2 separate regions of the Mus musculus genome follow, and region 1 is linked to region 2. A link is a contact called in public Hi-C data. All regions are on one chromosome and are shown on one strand. The core of a region is the stretch at or near the end of the contact, and the rest is flanking DNA. Distances in the headings are between cores, read along the strand shown. Region 1 overlaps BC034090 (cDNA sequence BC034090). Region 2 has its middle 24 kb from the start of Gm41976.

Evidence for each region. A called contact is a pair of places that touch in the nucleus more often than the background predicts.
Region 1: a contact with region 2 is called in a Hi-C map of cerebellum, with 2.0 times the contacts expected there. The contact joins two enhancer-like sites. A contact is called at or near these places in 6 of 484 Hi-C or Micro-C datasets (B cells, cerebellar granule neurons, cerebellum and 2 more) and 1 of 9 other capture datasets (adipose tissue).

Annotation. Positions count from the first base shown.
Region 1 is chr1:155,213,991-155,220,178 of GRCm38.p6, reverse strand. BC034090 (cDNA sequence BC034090) reads left to right here. Exons shown (of 10, transcript NM_001370865.1): 8 at 1,792-1,919; 9 at 2,613-2,797. Among named protein-coding and RNA genes, the nearest start is that of Gm31102, 26 kb to the left of the region's middle. Within about 2 kb of position 4,883, at least 81 of the 459 cell types and tissues checked have an H3K27ac peak or open chromatin away from gene starts, as enhancers often do. A contact at or near this core is called in cerebellum and ventral hippocampal neurons, where this site is marked.
Region 2 is chr1:154,884,632-154,890,820 of GRCm38.p6, reverse strand. It overlaps a transcript of Cacna1e not described here. Among named protein-coding and RNA genes, the nearest start is that of Gm41976, 24 kb to the left of the region's middle. Within about 2 kb of position 2,035, at least 12 of the 459 cell types and tissues checked have an H3K27ac peak or open chromatin away from gene starts, as enhancers often do. A contact at or near this core is called in cerebellum and ventral hippocampal neurons, where this site is marked.

The sequences.
Region 1 (6,188 bases), core at 3,634-6,133, 330 kb before region 2:
CTCTGCACCCTCCCCTGTGCAGAGTTAGGAAGGAAACCATAGCCTAAAGCAGGGCCCTTCCTAATGCTGTGACACTTGAATACAGTTCCTCATGTTGTGGTCACTCCCAACCATAAAATAATTTTTGTTGCTACTTTGTAACAAATTTTGCTACTGTTATGAATCATAATGTAAATGTCAATGTAAAAATGTGCAGGATCTGATATGTGACCCCTGTGAAAAGGTTGTTCAACCCCCAGAGGGCCTCGACCCCCAGGGTGGGAAGTGCTGGTCTAAGGCACTGGACCTTTTTATTTCCAGGGCCGAGGAGGGGAGAGAACGCAGGGTGAATGGCAGTCCACGGACTGGTTTCACTCAGGACAGGGTCTAGGAGTGGAGGCCCTTGTGCAGTGTGTGCTGGGTGGAGGAGAAGGAGAGGGTGAGCTGGGAATGAAGACAGCATGCATCGCCTCCTGTCCCTGGAAGCTCTCCAGATAGACTTCTCAGGTGTGGAGCTGGGAGCTGTGGCCTTTGCACTTCTCACCACTGGAACGTCTCCATAAGTCACCCAAGGGAAATGACAATGTCTCTTGTGTCTCAGAGGTCTTGCTGTAGTTTAAGCTGAGGGGCTGAAGGTAGAGAGCAGCCTGGTTCAAAAAGGCTATGACATACAGGAAGGATGGTACAGAAACTTGCAAAAACTGGGGGAAAAACAAACTAAAAGAAAAACATTGTCTCTCAGGAGCACAAATGCCTGAGCCTCTACCCCTGACTAGCACATACCACACCTTCCCCCATGTCCCTCTCTTTTCCTGTGTCCCTGTCTTCTCCCGTGTCCACATATCATTTCTCATGCTGTCTTTCTTTTGCCTGGGCACCTGGTCCTTTTTTTTCTTCCAGCTGGTGAGCTCTTGCTTCCAGCCTCACTCAAGGACCAGCCTGCCTCTGTCAGCCTGCCTTCTTGGGCAAAGCCTCTCTGCTCCCAGTTAAAAGCTCCTGGAGCTGTCACGTTACCTGGCTCACCCCCACTCCTAGCTGGACCCGTCCTGCTCTAAGGTGTGTCTTAGTATGCCACCAGAGAGCCACACCCCCAGCCCCTCCCCTTTGGACAGGATCTCCTATGTGACTTTGGCTGGTCCTCCTGACCCTTCTGCCTTGGCTTCTGAGTGCTGGGGAGATTTTCAAAGTGAGATAGGCACGCGAATAATGCTAAATGCTTTGAACACTTGTGCAGTCCCATCTTTTGAAGCAGGCTCCGCTGACTCCTGCTGGGCACCCGGGGGTCCTGACCAAAGCTTGCGCCACACAATTGTTTTCTTTTTTTTTTTCCATTTTTTATTAGGTATTTAGCTCATTTACATTTCCAATGCTATACCAAAAGTCCCCCATACCCACCCACCCCCACTCCCCTACCCACCCACTCCCCCTTTTTGGCCCTGGCGTTCCCCTGTACTGGGGCATATAAAGTTTGCGTGTCCAATGGGCCTCTCTTTCCAGTGATGGCCGACTAGGCCATCTTTTGATACATATGCAGCTAGAGTCAAGAGCTCCGGGGTACTGGTTAGTTCATATTGTTGTTCCACCTATAGGGTTGCAGATCCCTTTAGCTCCTTGGCTACTTTCTCTAGTTCCTCCATTGGGAGCCCTGTGATCCATCCATTAGCTGACTGTGAGCATCCACTTCTGTGTTTGCTAGGCCCCGGCACACAATTGTTTTCATAAACCTCAGGTTTATGGTTCCCAGCAAATCCTCTGTGGGGACCCCTTCCCAGGCTGGTTTTCTCACCTGTAATACTGGGCCTTCCCCACTAGGTGTCATCCTCCCATCAGCATCGGAGAGCAACTTCCTTCCAGAACCTCCATTCTCTGCTAGGTGGCAAGGGAGACCGGTCCAGCCTCTACCTGGTAGAGGGGTCAGGGGACAGCAGTGGACCCAGCAGGTAAGCATGGCACAAGTGACCCAAATGATAAACTCAGAGTGGCACCACAGCCCATTTGTCTCGTTAAGAGGAAGTGGAGCAGAGTAGCTGAGTGTTGCCGTCCACAAATCTCCAATGTGGAGAAACGGAGTGACACAGACATCTCAGAATGACACCTTTGTGCCCTTGCCATGTGCGCTGAGCACTGTGAGGCACGGGTTTGCTGGAAGGTGGCGCTGGCAGGCTTGAAGCCTCTCTCCCTTGGCTGTCTGCTGACATCCTGGGATCAGTAACACAGCTAAAGATCTTTCTAAACACCCAGATGAGAACCCCCAGAGAGACCCTTGGTTCCTGGCCCAGGCCCCCTTGGTCATCCATTTTTACTCAGGGTTTCATGGAAGGACTTTGAGGGGGAAGGGCTCCTGAAAACATTAGATAAAATTATAGCTTTCCTCGGGTGCTCAGAGGTCTCTTTCTAAACACGTTAGAGACCACCGTCCTTGCTTCAAGGCTCTCTGGCCTGAGAAACCAACCGCCAGTAGACGTGGACACTGCCAGTCTCCACCCTAGGGAGCTCATTTTGCTGGCTGAGGTCAGAGAAACCAGCCCCTCCTGTCAGAAAGGTTCCTACATCAGATTCAGGTCACCTTAGGGCCCAGAAAAAACTGGCTGTGATACCTAACCCTACCGTTACTGTCTTTGGTCTCCTTGTAGGCCAGCCAAGGCCTTTCCCCATCGTGCCCTCAGTGTGGAAGATGTGGGTGCCCCTAGCCTGGCTCGTACTGTGGGCCGCGTGGTGGAGGTGTTCCCAGATGGCACGAGCCAGCTGCAGCTGCAGCGACCCCCAAAGGGCACCTTTGGATTCCATGTAGCCCATGGCAGTGGCCGGCGAGACTCAGGTATGCTCTCGGGATCCTCAGTAAAGCCCCTGGGGTGTGGCCAAGTTCCTTTGGGGCTTTGGTTGAGCAATGGAGAAAAGCTCTCCTCATTCCTCGGAAGCTCTTCCTAGGTGCCAGGTCCCAGGAGCCCTCATGCTGAGGGGGTAGAGCTGGCCGATTTGACTCCACTGCCCCCCTGTTGTCCTGTGACATCTAGAAATCCCAGCCAGCAGGGCTCTTCCAGAGGGGCAGAGGGAAACTGTCTGTGCTTGCCGGGTCTCAGCTATTCCTTTGATGTGGTTGATGTATTTCAACCGCCCCATCCTCCAGCTGCTGGTGTGTCTGGGCTTGTGGAGTGGGCCTGCCTGTCTGCAGTCCTGTCCACAGCCCTCCCTCCCCAGCTCCTGGAGGCTTTGTTCAGATCGATGTTGGCTCCAGGTGTCTGGCGGGGTTGCCTACTGTATCCTAATTCAATACCACCGTCACTGAATTCTGACCAGTTCTTGGTCCCTCTACATCCAGGAGTCCTGTGTGGCAACCTGACTTGCCCAGGCCAAAGCCCATGGTCTAGAATGTGTGAGTACATGAACCCTTGGAAGCTGTCCCCAGGCTCTGCTCAGCGGAGGGAGAGTGGGCAGAGGAGGGAGGGGATGACTTGGAAAGGCAAGCTCAGCAGTCTGTGCTGCTGGGCCCTGGGGAGAAGTAGTCCGCTCTCCAGTGTGCTAGGCCAGGGCTGTTTAACTGGGAAAGCCCTCCTGCTGCCGTGTCTGCAGCACACGCTGTGCTGCAGGGCACCTTTGGATTCCACGTGGCCCATGGCAGTGGCCGTCGAGACTCAGGTATGCTCTCAGGATCCTCAGAAAGCCCCTGGGGTCAAGTTCCTTTGGGGCTTTGGTTGAGCAATGGAGAAAAGCTCTCCTCGTCCCTCCAGAAGCTCTTCCTGGGTGCCAGGTCCAGCGTGTGTGCTAGCTCCTGTCCTGTGAATCACTCGGCATCTGTGAGTTAATGTGTGTCAGGTGCCTGCTAATAAGTATCTTGGATACCGGGGTTACAGCACAGCATGAAGCACGCAGACTGCAGACCTCAGGCCTCAGGAGCGTGCGCTCCAGCAAGGGTGCTAGGCCAGATCTACACATTTACTTCATATGTTTTATATTATGAACATGGCATAGTGAAATGCACCAAGAAGCAAATATAAAAAAAACAGGCATGGCCGGTACTGGGTAGACAGGCTTGAGATGACACTCCAGTGGAGACAGGACAAACAGGAGATGAGTCAGGTAGAGGGGCTACCAACTGTGAAGGCCCTAAAGGGCCATGGGTCTTGCTGTTAGGGAAACAAGGTCAGGCTGAGAGCTGAGCTCAGAGAGGCTGCATGCTGCCCTGACCTATGGGACCTGGAGTTTTCTCACCGAGTGGCATAGGAACCATCTGCTGGAAGAGATTTTAGAACAGAAGGCTGATACCTAGCTGTGTTGAGATACACAGTGGGCCAGTGAAGGGAACTACAGTGATGTCCAGACTCCAGGAGACAGATCAAATAGCAGGTGGCGGGAGAGTGGCCTTGGAGATGGTGAGCAGGGGCTATAATCTGCTGAACTGCAGCTAGTGTGATCTGAACTTCCTGTCGGGGTAAGGGGGGTGGGGGAAGCAGAGAATGGACGGGGCCAGGGGGGTAGAAAACATGTGTGATCGGGATCAGCGTGGGCCTCCCCCAGTCTGGACCTAGGGTGAGTCAGATGTCAGCGCACACACAGGGAGCTGACATTTGGGAAGCCAGACTGAGTGCCGTCCAGGCTGTCTGGGTAGAGCCCCACTCTTGCTGCTGTTTTTGGCCACCAGATGTCACATAGGGGTCTCACACTAGGCAGTGTGGTGGCTGTTGGTGCTCTACCACAGGCTGCTTAGGGCCAGTTCTGCTGAGCCTCAGAGGAGAGGAGCCATGGTCTGGGGCTGCTCTGGCTCCTTGCTGAGCGTCAGTCAGGATGCCAGCATGAATCTCATCTGACACCACCCCCACAAAAACAGCAGGCCCTGCCTTCTGCTTCTAACTAGCTACAACATAGGCATCTAGCATCCTTAGCAAAGGCTGTCTCCAGCAGACCACAAATACCAGAGTTGCCTCACAGTCACGATTTCAGCTGGGAAGCCTACCCAAGTCTCCCCAAAATGGCTGGAGTGACGTCAGTGTCTGGTCTGACTTGGCTACATTCTTTTGGGTTCTGTCATTCCTTTCCACCTGCCTCTCCTGCTGCATACCAAACACTCCTGTGGGTTCACATCGGGAGGTAGGGGTGGTTCCCCCTCTCTCTCCATGCCACCAGCCTGTAGTCCCAGCAGGTAAGCTGTTCAAGCATCCGAGAAAGGAGATGAAGGACAGGGCAGGATCCCTCTGGGAAAGCCTTCTGCCAAAGAACTATGAGCTTGGTTATTTAGAGACAGGGCCTCACTGGAAAGGCTCATCTTGGCCAAGAAGCACCAAAAGGGACAGCCACACTTCAAACAGGAGAGGAAGTGTGTACGGAGCTCAGATCGGCCAAATGGCCACAAACCTTTAGGAAAGGGCTTGGAGAGTCCATATTCAGAGCCTGGATTCTCTGGGACCCAGGGGCTACAATGAAGGGGGATCTTCTGGATCCATAGGCCAAGGTACCACCTCCCGCAGTCCATGATGCGCCAAGCCACAGATGGAGGCACCAGAACAGACACCCTACCTGTGCTAAGCACCTTGACTAGGGAAAGGCCTTGGAGAAGGTATCATGTGGGCAGTTACCACGTGTTTCTCAGCCAGCTGGTGAAGGGGTCAGGACTGCTCACCTGTCACCAGGTCCCACTGTGTTGTCGGCTGCAGGAAAGTCATCTGCCGAGGCTGTCCCCCTCTGTCCTTCAGCAGGCTGGCAATGTTCACACAGCAGAGGATAGCAGCAGGCTCCAGCTTTCCCCAGAGGAACCTACCCATGTCTGCTGTCAGGGCAGGGCAGCTGACAGAGAACCCGAAAGATGCCCAGCTCTCAGGTGGACTGGGCTGCGGCAGCTGTGGCTAGAGACCTGCCCTGTCAAACCAAGGCCCCATAGCTCTCCTACAACATGGCTTTCTTGGGAGCCAGCCACAAGTCCCTGAAGGGCTCGATCATTTTACAACCCAAGGAATGATCACGCTGGCCAGGCTGAGCCTCTTCGAGTGGTAGAGGGAAGGGTGCAAGAAACAGGCAAGTAAGCTGTAGACGTGGGCATCTATTTCCCCTGGACTTTGGCCACATGCCACCAAATCCCAAGTGAGGAACTGTGTGAATGACCCTGAGGCCAGCAATAATCCTGCAGAGTACTACGAAGGAGATTTGGTCCCAGCCACTTGTATTACTCTAGTGACGGGTCCTCTGCCTTGGCCTTTGGGTTGAGCCTGGGTGACTTG
Region 2 (6,189 bases), core at 786-3,285:
ATGCCCCCTTATATTTAAGCGAGTCTTTGTGCTACATAGTATTTTGAATTACTAGGCAAAAGGGTCCCTCCTACATGTGGAAAGGCATCTGAGAACCCAGAGGCCAAAAAATAATAGATATATAAACTTCTGAGGTGCCTGGTGGCTGAGGACCTTGGCTGTGGCTCCCGGGCTTCTGAAAGACTGAACTAAGGCTCTCGTGTGCCACTAAGTACCGTGAGTCTCTCTGTCCCTAGTCACGATGGAACACTAGCATATTGTGCCATTACTACATGTGACATGATTTCATTTCTTTGTTCAGAAAGTCATCAAAGTCTGAAGAAACCTTTGTCAATTAATCCCCGGGAGATTTCCCTGTGTCAGTCCTGCTGCCCTCTGGAGGCAATGAGGCATAAGTGAACTGTGTTGTAGCACTTTGTTTAACAAGCCAATTTGGGCTGGCTATGTATAGACAAGGTCATATCTAAGGCACACGGCCATCCCAAGAGATTTCTTCTCTTTATAATTGATGTAACCTTTATAGGCTGCATGTTGCTCTCTTGTCCCTTAAATTCATGTCAAAATCCTAACCTGTGGGAGGGGCTAGGAGTTTGTACCTCTGCAAGGTGATTTAGAACACAACTGTCAAGCCCATAGTATAGAATTTGCATCCTTGTCAGGGTAGGATGAGTTTCTATGTCTCTGTTGTCTGCCTTATAGTGAGGTAGTGTCCTTAGCCCAGAAGACAGTATCCCCATACCAGCACCCCATCTCAGATTTCTCACTGTTAGAAAGAATTGCTTGTTGCCTATAATAAGCCTTTATAATCATTCCATGATCCCGTGATACCTTGTTCCAGAGGCCTAAATGAAAGAGGCAAGAATTACCCAGGAGTCTGGAAAAGGTCTGTGGGGAGGAGAGAAAGCATGTGTCGGGGCCACTCTCTGTTTCTATGGATTTATATTGATCTGAGTCCTTCAGTTCTCTTAGAACTTTTTATGAAATAGTCAGTCTGCTTTATTTTCCATTCTGGGGGTGGGGCATGCTGCCCAGTCCCATGCTCTTAGACCCAAGTTAGGCCAAGATTATTCCGGGGCAGCCCGTATGTTGAAATTAGCTTTCAACTTTAGAATTTTCCAAGGTAGAACGAGAACGCTGGGAAGGTCTCACTCTACGATGATGTTCTTGACTTGAAACTGTCACTTAAAACGGCCCATGATGAAAGGAAGGCAGAGCAAACGAGTGAGCAAGCCTGTAGGAGGGAGCGAGCGGCATCTGTTGAATGGTGAACCCCAAGAGTTCAATTACCCCAGTTTCCTCCATAGAGGGTAACCATGGAAACCTCATAATCCAAAGCATCACCAATCTAAGCTACACACACACACACACACACACACACACACACACACACACACACACACACACAAGAGCAAAAGGGCAGAATGTGACTGTGTGTGCATGTGCCCACAGTTTAGTTATGGGTATACGAGTGTGTCCGTGTGATGTCTTGGCAGTTTATGTGTGTGCATAATGGAATTAGTATGGGCATCTGCTGCCACAGGCTTTCCGGTTCTGTTCTCAAACGTGGTGGAAGAGCGTAGGTCTGTCCTAATGTTTGGGTGTTACATGGAGAGATGATTAGGATCCGTGGTTGGGGGCGTGTGTTTTCAATCTAGTGGAAGAAGGGAGTACAATGGCTGATCTGAGCGTATAGGAAGGTTTTTAATTTATGCTTCCCCTTTAGCACGAAAGAAATGGATACACACACACACACACACACACACACACACACACAGAGGAAAGTCAACCTAGATCTACCTTGAACTTCTTAAACAATTGGGTGTAGCAATAAAGTCAGGTGTGATATTACCATCTTTTATAAAGCTGTGTTGCTTCAGGAGGCGTATGCTGTTTGCTTGTTTTTGTTTTCTAGTGTCTGTCTTCAACCTCACTGCTTTTCATGACTAGATTGTGCTTCGGATGAGGGGTATGTGGAGGCTGCATGGGAGGATGGCTTGGTGAGGGGAACTCATGAGAGTCTGCTAATGAAATGTGTCACTCAGTCTGTGCGCGATATCGAGAAGATTGTGTGTCACTTGGCAGATCTTTGAGGGTAGGCAGTTCCATCTGGATTAAAGGATTATTTGGGGAAAAAGCTGTGTGAGGGCTGGGGCTCCAAGCCAGGAGTGCCTGGCTTTCTGGGTTATGGGCGGGGGGCTGCACACTATATAAAACATGGTCCTTGCTGGAGCCTGTTTCAATTTAACTGGGACTCTCTGCACATAAATAGTGTGTGTGTGTGTGTGTGTGTGTGTGTGTGTGTGTGTGTGTGTGTGTGTGTGTTACTCACCCTTCCTGCGACGGATGGATAAAGGACTTCATTACTTAACACTGGGAAGAGCCTTCCTGCCCTGAATTTTTGCTTTTCATTCACATTGACAGCTAAATATTCTTAAACGCATAGGTTTTGTCCATTAAAAAAATATCTACTCACGGAGTATTTTTCTTACTTTAAACGTAGCTACTTCCTAGAAGACAGAAAGCTTCATTAGCATCTTCCATCAGTTACAAAGGACTGGCCACCTGGCCCATGTCCCTCTGGCAGCCACATCATAGCCTCCGTCTGCCTGCCTCCCTTATACCCTGTTCCCAGGAAGAATGGGGCCAGGCAGGAATGCTGAGGTGGTGGATGTCAGACATTTGGAAGCACTGCTATGTGGAAGGAGCCTTATCACTGAGTATGTAGTAACCATTGGAGTTTGCCTGAACGGTGCCAGAGTAGCCCTGAGATGGGCTGAGGGAAACCATCCCCTTGCTATTGTCTCCCTTCTTGCTGAGCCCACTCTGGAGCCTTTATACCAAGCTCATGCCTCTTTGAAGAACAGGAGATTTTCTCTTTTCTGTATCCCTTGTAATACTCGGTTGGCTCCTCCTACCCCCTTCTTTCCTGGTGTCCTTTGTGAGTATGTCCCAAGTCTTTGACAGGCAGTGATTCAGAAACCTCTGGTTATAGATGATTTATTTTTTCCTTCAGCATCTCCTTCTAAGTGCCTCCCAAGAAGCGGGCACAGGGGATGGAGTAGGGAGCAAGGCACTGTTCTGCTCTGTAGGTACTCACTCACCTGCCAACTGGATGGACAACAGATGAGCGGGCAATTGCAACATGGAGAAAAGGCACAACAGGGCTTAATCAGGGTTATGAGAGCTTACATGAGGAGTGCTGATCCTGTTCTTGGGAGACTGGTGGGCTTCTGAGAAGAGCTGATGTTGGATTCAGAGCCTATAGGATGAAGGAGGACCATCTTGGAGTGGCAGCGTGCTTTTCACAAGGGGAAGAGGAATTTTAATTTAAATTATTAGTTTAAAATCACTTTATAGTTGAAACAGATAGATAATAGATAGATAAATAGGTAGGTAGATAGATAGCAAAGCACATAGAGACAGAGTCTGAGAGATGGGGAATGCAGAGACAGTCTGACAGAGATGAAAGGCGGCCAAGTGGAGGGATGGAGAGAGGACCATAGAATCATACATAGTAAGAGCTAGCAGAACACAGCAAATGCCCAAAGGCCCCTATTTGAAGGAAAGAAAGACAAGGAGATGCAAAGAGAGAGATTGGCAGGCATCCCCAAGGTGCTTGAGGAATGCTGAGTCAGGAATCTGGATCTTCCTGTTTCTAGGAGAAGAGAGGGGAAGAGCAGAGACAAGGTGGGAGGGAGCAAGGAGAAGGCACAGAAGGGAGAGCCACTGTCAGCATCAGGACCAGGAGAGAAAGGAGTAAAGCAGAGACAAAATCTAAGCTGGTTTTCTTCTGTTTGCTATCTTTTCTGCCTTTCCCCACTTTCCTTCTTTTCCCCTTTCCAGCCACATCCTGCCTACAACTAGATGTCAGGGAACTGGTTGCTATGGATACTAAATGGCATTCAAGCGGCTGAATTATTAAAGCAGGGTCTTTTCTTTGAAGCCATGGCCCCAGTATGGAGTAAAGTCCCATTAGGCTGTGCAGTGTCAGCCATGGGTCTAGGCCCAGGGCTGCAAGGTGCTGTGCTGCCTGGGTAAAGACTTCCAGGAGTGTCAGTCACCTGGCGCTTTCCCAGTCAGGGTGCCTTAGAGGGTTGGAGGGAGTGTGTGTGTGTGTGTGTGTGTGTGTGTGTGTGTGTGTGTGTGTGTGTCTGCTGTGATGGATTCCTGTAGCCTTCCAGTCTGTCCTCACTCCTGTGTCCCTGCTTCCTCTGCCTTACAGCTACAGGCATGGCTCATACAAATGGGATAAAAATCAAAACGATGTTTTCTTTGTGTCTGAAAGGACAGCATATTGTTCAAATTGTTCGATTACTTGTGTTCAAAGAGGCAAGAAATAAAGTTGTAGGTGATTCCAGAGGGATGGCCTACATCATCCGGACTCTATCATCATGGGAGCAGGTACAGGTACTGGTGTTCTGGCCACCCATTCAGTGGCACTTTCCCAAGCGTTGGAAGGGGCTGTCACAGCGGGCGAGTCTTGTTTGTGGGCATGATGGTTGTTTGTTTTGATGTTGGAGGGGGTGCGTGTGGATGCTCTTCTCTGGAGGAGATTCCAAGCCAGTGAAACCATCCACCCGCCTTCTGTTTAGTCTAGTTCTAGAAACTTTCAGTTAAAAAAGAGAAGAAAAAGGCAAGCTCGCAGTGTGGTGTAAATGTCCCTGTTTATTGGGGAACAGCATTCATGGCTGAAACTATGTCAGTGTGCTTCTAGGTTAGGGGCTCAGGTGGGGCACTGGACATCATTTTCCTTCCCTCGGACTCAGTAGGTTCTGAAGTTGGTTCTCTGAAGTGGCAGAGCCTGCCTTTTATGATGTTTCACCCTGGGGAGGGACACTGCGGAGGACGCTGGCCTCTCCTACAGAAGATGGGGTCTGGAGGCATTTTAAATGAAACACTACATTTCTTTGTTGACTTGGGCTTTTTTTTTTTTTTTTTTTTTGTATGTGTGAAGGTGCATGTGTCATAGGTGTGTGCCAGAGGAAAACTTTCTGGAATTAGTTATCTCTAACATGTGAGTTGGGGATTGAACTCAGATCGGCAGGTGTCGGTGGCAAGCACCTCTACTCCCTGAGCGGTCTTGTGGAATCATTTTTATGGTTAGACATCCTCACACCTTCTCGTCAGGGAAAACTGATTTACAGAACTGTTTCTAGCTTCCGGGAAGCTGGGATGCAGCCTTTCCCTTTCCCTCTAATGCCCAGTGGAGCTTTGTCTGCTTTAATGTTGAGGCTTGTGACTCAGTTTACTGAAAATCTCACTTCCAGAGACTAGACTAACTTCTTTTTAGGCCACGTTCTGGCTGCTCACAAGGTGAACCTTCTAATCAAACTTTCCCGCCTGGGAAGTAAAGTGGGAGCAAGTCAGCTTGCACTTCCATTTCAGTCTCTCGGGGCTAAGAGCAAAGAGCTGCTGGGCCTCCTGGCTCTTTTGTCTCCTTCCATGCAGTGTTTCCCAGCTCCTCCCGGTATCAGGCCAAAGGCCAGTAGGGTGTGGTGTTGTCAAAGTTGAGTAGAGAGGGCCCCTGCTGTCCGTCATAGGACACTTAGCATGAAGCAGGCCAATTGTCCCATTCACTTTGAAACCTTCAAGGAAACCTTCAGAGGACCGATCAAGGCTAAGCTCAGGGCATAAGAGTAGAGAGGGACGGGTGCTATCTCCTACCCTCTTCCAGTCCTCTTCTTGTTCATTCTACCAGGCTCCCTCACCCTGCTCTCTGCTGGAGTCAGCGCAGAGGAAGGCTTGCCCATATGACTCTGGGAGACATTTTCAATGTTCTGAGAAAGACAGGCTGAGAGCCAGAGAAATGGGAGAGAGGAAACCCCAGAGATTCAAGTCTAGCAGGCCTTGGAAAACCCAGTTTGACTCACTAATTTTTAAGGCTGTCCTCAGAGAACAGGTTGGCTTCCCCTAGAGTTCTCAGCGGGGCCCCTGGAGATCCTAGGAGAACACACAGGCTGCAGAGGGGCTTATACCTTGGCTCGGAGACCCCTTTCTTGGGCAGTGCTGGGCTCAAGGATCATGCCCTCCCCCACTCCCAGGTCGCTCTTGCCTTCGGAAGCCCGAGTGGCTTTTATTTCTCGTTAGATATAGTGAGTGCTCGAGTGCTCGTCGGATCACTTTTCCTACCATAGTGAGGTCAGTGGTTAGGATTCTAGCGGGGTCTAGGGCAGGAGAGAGGGCGCGGGG